2 separate regions of the Capsicum annuum genome follow, and region 2 is linked to region 1. A link is a contact called in public Hi-C data. All regions are on one chromosome and are shown on one strand. Each heading gives the region's core, a stretch centred on a gene start, on an enhancer-like site or on the middle of the called end of the contact. The rest is flanking DNA. Distances are from core to core; before and after follow the strand shown. Region 1 holds the start of LOC107866790 (protein NLP5). Region 2 overlaps LOC107866788 (probable serine/threonine-protein kinase PIX13).

Evidence for each region. Hi-C and Micro-C count contacts between places; a contact is called where the count stands out from the background.
Region 2: a contact with region 1 is called in a Hi-C map of placenta, with 2.8 times the contacts expected there. The contact joins the enhancer-like site here to the promoter of LOC107866790 in region 1. A contact is called at or near these places in 2 of 5 Hi-C or Micro-C datasets (bud and placenta).

The regions. Positions count from the first base shown.
Region 1 is chr4:230,701,758-230,704,845 of UCD10Xv1.1, reverse strand. It overlaps LOC107866790 (protein NLP5), which reads right to left and starts at 1,354. Exons shown (of 7, transcript XM_047411401.1): 1 at 1,208-1,354; 2 at 1,060-1,117; 3 at 751-857; 4 at 1-273. The coding sequence starts at 156.
Region 2 is chr4:230,737,419-230,740,201 of UCD10Xv1.1, reverse strand. It overlaps LOC107866788 (probable serine/threonine-protein kinase PIX13), which reads left to right. Exons shown (of 6, transcript XM_016712769.2): 5 at 1-104; 6 at 1,152-2,024. The coding sequence ends at 1,606. Among protein-coding and RNA genes, the nearest start is that of LOC107866788, 5.0 kb to the left of the region's middle. Within about 2 kb of position 1,286, at least 3 of the 5 cell types and tissues checked have an H3K27ac peak or open chromatin away from gene starts, as enhancers often do.

The DNA of each region.
Region 1 (3,088 bases), core at 105-2,604:
ATTGAACATGGCTGGACTATGCTGCAAGAATTCACTACCATCAGCAGTCTCCAACCAACATCCCTCTAACAATAGCCCATCCATGTAATCCAAATCCATGAGATAATCAGATGGGGTAGTCAACAACGAATTCGAAGGAATGACACTTTCATCCATAGCATCAAATCTGTCTTCAAATCCCTAAGACCAGTACTGTTCTTGATCCAAACTTATGGCAATCAGTCCTCCTATACACAAGCTAGTCTAAAAAGCTCCAATCTTGGAAAACCAAATCTGCCAAATTTATCTTCTCACTGAGAATCAGCAGTAAAGCAATAAAGATAAGAGGAACAAAAGAATAATAAAACAACAAAAGATGGAACTTTCATATATTATTTAGCTCCAAGAATCAAATATATGAAGAAATCAACATATTCCACCAAGTTGGGTTTTGTTATCTTGGTATACATATCTTATTCCAAAGTCAATAAAGGTTAGAAGAAATAACCAGCTACAACCAAAACATAGATCTATATAACAGTGCCTCAAACCAAAGAAAGTTGCAAGAAATGAAAACTGTATATCACATAGATTCTACGAACCTCTCTATGCTTCATCACTAATTCAAGAAAAACAACTGGTTATATATATATATATATATGTATGAGACATAAAGACAAGTATTTGTGGCCATAGATAAGTGTGTACAAGATGATTCATCCAAGTTGTAAACAGAGACAAAAGAGGAATGAAGAAAGAGGAGGAACTCACTATGCAAAAAGATTCTTGGATATTCCAATTTGCAAAGGTCAAAACTTTGCTGTTTCTTTATGGTGTAAAAAATATAAACTTTGCTGAGAAAATTTTCTTGTGGCTGTCTAAGAAGCAAACAACAACATCAAACAACAAACAAATATGTAGGGACTAAATGTCTCAACTTATATCTTTCCCTCTTGAAATCCCCTCCACAACCCACAATCACAAATTAAATTCTCTCTCTCAGTTATTATCTGTCATTAGCTTTTCTTGAATATGATTCCCTTAAAGCAAAGTCTGCCTACAAGAGAAGATTCCACTTACCAAGTACTGGACCCCACCCCCTCAAAAACCTCTAGGGATTCCCATTTATAAAGTCAACCTACGAATCAAGAAACAACTCCATCTAATCCAAAATTCAAAAAAGGAAGTAAAAACACATATTTAAGGTAAAAAGATTTGATTTTTATACCCTTTATTAGCTCAAGAAAGCTCAAAATGATTCCATCTTTAGACTCTTTATTAGCTCCATAAAATTCAAAATGTGGAAAAAGTTTCCTTTATTTTCTTGGATAATATTAGCAGGATGGAGTGCGAGTATTCATATTAGTAATATAGTTTTAATGATGTTAATTATTTTGAATAGATTAATTATAATACGAGTCTTGATTGTATATTTTTTTAGATTATTTTATCTTGAATTAACGTCTATCAAAAAAAAATAATTTTAGACTCGACTTTATAAAAATAGATTGATTACGTTATTTGTTCTTTTTTGGTGGCTTTGTGGAGTGTTTGTTAGTAGAGAATTGTGTGTTTGCCACTTTCCTATTTACCCCATTACTATATTTAGATGCTTTGTGACGTCCCTCAACAAAATGTTAAAATAACGATCAACTTGCATAGGGGGTGACAAAAAAAAAAATGATAACAACTTTGTCTCACGCTCCACAAATAGCGGTGACGTAAGAAACTTCAGGCATAAAATAAGGTAATGTCATTGGAGCGTGCATGTAAGTCATAATTACAGCGCGTGAGATATTAGTAAGAATTGTTATTAGTTTAATGTTTTAAACATTATGGGTAAATAACATTTTTGTGTAGTTTTAGGTAGTGTTAATAAACACAACACGTTCACATTAGGACCACACTTAGGAAGAATAAATAAATTAATTGCAAGTTGGAATTAGATTATGTATATTATTTAAAAGATAACTATATGCAACAACTCATAATAGGTAATATAAGAAAAATAATCGATTTTAATCTACATGAATAATATATAAATAATCTAAAAAATAAGACAGACAACTCAAATAGTAATTTATATTTATTTATTTTTTTCACTTCAAATGGCGAGATTTCATAAGAAAAATCTTGTGTATGTTATTACACTAAATGTAAGTTAAAATTTGTATGAATTCTCAATATATAAAGAATTTATTTACATGATCTAGATTAAGAATTAAAATATAATTAATTTGGTACTTTTAGTGTAGTGTGTGTCATCAGGAGGAGTGGCATGAATTGTCAGAAAAGAATATAATTAAAATTTTATCAAGAAAAAAACAATGGATAAATATCAGACATAAACAAATAGAAAAATGTATAAGCATGTGAAACTCCATTGAAATGATAACGCATCTTCTTCTTGTCAATTTTCCAATTTTTTTATAATATTCGGATCAATTTTTACGCATTTCGATTAATTTTATGGGATATTTATCACCTCTCAATAAATAATACGTATTAGGTAACTTTATTCATCAAAGTTTAATTTGAATAGATGAGAATAAATCACGTAGTGTTTTTGTCTCTATTGGAATTTGATCAATTCTCCATTTTTTTAAAGTTAAGTTGCACATTTAATGGTGAATTTTTGACTAATTACCATTATTTATTATTATGCTTTTAGTTTTCTTCTTTCATGTTACTTTTGATTATAAATTACAAATCCTTGCTTTCTTTGACTACAATTATTGTTGTTCTTATTAGTAGTTGTATTTATTATGTCAAATATTTTAAAATTAACCAAAAAAAGAGAGTCCACTTGCTATTAATTATGAATATAAAAAGATCTAAATGGAACCAAAGAACATGTAAAGAAATAGCTAGTGGCTACTTTGGAATCATCACTGTAAGTTTACTTTAAAACATAGTAATTAACAAAGAAATAGAGAAGATTTAACAATAACGATTTCAAATTTGTGACACTACGGTTTGAATTTTAATGGTTAATAATTGAGTTGTAAATAATAAATTGTGTTTATATTGTAATGGGTAAATAAATTTGCCACGTTTCATTTTGAATGTGATGATTAAGAACTGAGTTATAATTGATGATTCAAGTGGT
Region 2 (2,783 bases), core at 37-2,536, 35 kb before region 1:
AGATTTTGGACTAGCTAAGATGGGTCCAGTAAATGGTGACTCACATGTGACCACTAGAGTTGTTGGTACTTATGGCTATGCTGCCCCTGAATACATGGCTACTGGTATTTATACTACTCCTTCCGTATTGATATACGTATTGAAATCTGATTAGATAGAGATTTATATTGGGAGATATAGTGCTCCCGAAGGAGAGTTCTGGGGAGCCTTGGAGTAACCGGTAAAGTTGTTGTCATGTGACCAGGAGGTCACAAGTTCAAGCCTTTGAAACAGCCTCTGGCAGAAATGCAAGGTAAGACTGCGTACAATACATCCTTGTGATGGGGCTCTTCCTCGGACTCTTCGCATAACGGGAGCTTTAGTGCACCAAGCTGCCCTTATTTTTAAGTACAGTGCTCCCCAATTCATATTTAGAATTCGAACACGAAACTTTAGTTGAGAATGTAAGATGTTAATCAACTATATTGTTCAGACTTATTAAATTAAAGGTATAGCCGCCACCTGTTGGATCCTTCAAAAATATATTATTTTTAAAATCTTCAATACATATTAGTCAGATATTTTTAAAGAATCCAAACAACGTTAGCTAATATCCTTCTCCCTAACTTTTTCTATGTTCACACAATTGCATATTTGAGTTGGTCCTTTGTGAAAACATCAACCTTCGTGAAATGTGAACTCCTATATGATTAATTAATTAATATTAGCCGGCAAAGCTGTTAGAATTTTTTTTTCAACCACTTGCTTTTGTTTTTATATTCCTTATTTTATTTCTTCAATAATATTTAATCAAATAGTACTTTTTTGTTTCTTCATTGACAAAGTCTTGATTCCAATACGTTAGGCTGATTTATGCAAATATTTCTTTTTAAAGCCTTTGTCTCTATCAATATATAAAACTTGTGGAAAATATAGTTACGTCTATATATTAGGTTCGGGCTTAGTGTTTGCTCATATATTGCTTGCCTAACAAACAAATACTATATTATATCTAATGTTTGCATTAACTTACGAAATTTTATCGTGATCCATAACGTTCTCTCGTAACTTTCTCAGAATGAATCTTTAGACATAGATCTGGAAGGTCTTCAAATTAAATAACTATTTCAAAAAAGGACAACCGATGAAAAATTTCACTTTTATTTTGGCAGGTCATTTATACGTAAGGAGTGACGTATACGGGTTCGGGGTTGTATTACTCGAAATACTTTCGGGGCGGAGGGTACTGGATCTCAACAGGCCCAATGGGGAGCATAATTTAGTAGATTGGGCCAAGCCCATGTTACCAGACAAAAAGAAGCTAAGAAAATTAATGGACCCAAGACTAGAAGGGCAATACCCATCAAAGGCTGCATTTCAAATAGGTGAAATCATATTACAATGTCTTGAACCTGATCCAAAAATTAGACCTTCAATGAATGAAATTTTGGCATGTTTGGAACAATGTAACGCGATCAAGGTAAAACCGAGAGATAGAAATACCTCCCGGGATCATCGGAATTACAACCATGACGGACATCGATCGCCCCTCCACGTCAAGAAAACGGCTAGTGGCAATGTCATTGGAAAACAAGTCCATCATGCTACTATTAACCGCAGCTACTGAAACGTATGTGGCTCGTTACAAATGTAATTTTAGTTATACGAATCAATTTCAAGTGGTTTCGTGGCCCATCATATGTGTGATTTGTGGGCTTGTGTTCATTGTGGGCCTAGTCCAACTTTGATCCAGCAAAGGCCCAGGACCGGTAAAGGGGCCCACTATGACCTGTTGGTAATTTGAAATGGTCATAGGTAATCATGAGAAAGCTGGCAAATGTCTGTATTCAGAATGAAGATAGTCAACTTCAACACAAAAAGGAATTCCACTTATCACTTTCATTTTTTTCTTTTTTTTGAATAGATATGATTGTATTGCATTTTGTCTGTATATTTTTTCTTCAATTTTTTTTTTTTTATATATGATCATGTAACATATTCTTAAGGTCACTATTGATTTGCCTTTAATGCTTTCTTGTCTTTTATGCCATGGGTCACTTTCTGCTTCTGAAAAAGGGCAAGTTAGATTAATGGACATATAGGTACAAGCTAGTAAATAGTACTCCATATAATATTAATATTTTTTTAAAATAAATGTTTTTAGCGAATTTCATACTTGGCATTATGTAGCCAATAACAATAAGTATATATCTGTGAATTATACTATGAAAAGCGTTGTTAAATACAAATACCAATTTGAATGGATTTGAAAAAAATGATAAATGGATTTGCTTGAAAAATACTCAAAAAGGGGTTTTATAATAATAAATGATTTAGAAAGCAGTAAGAAATGATTAGAGAGTGCAAAATTGATGATATTTGGGCCTGGTAGCTCAAAGGTCTTTTCATCAGTAAATTAATCGAAGGCCCTCTAATTATTTCCACATGCTTTCCTATATAGCACGTCTAAAGGGAAAATAAAAATAAATTCTTATAATCCTAATAATTTAAAAGTAAAAGAAAATAACATATTAAAAATGTCATTTGAATCTAGCTGCTAAACATAATTAACTATATAGTATTATAAAAATTCAAATGTACAACTTTAATCAGTGTCGCCGGAAGTATAATGAAGATTATAGCATGATGAATTTTATTTTTTTTCTTAACAAAAAGGGAAAGAATTAATTAATTAAAATATTATAATACTAATCATTTTACAAATCCCAAAGATAAAGTTTACTACTAATTACATAAACATGCGTCTGAGTGTGTGTGACTCCTTTAAGAATAAAGTTGAATTT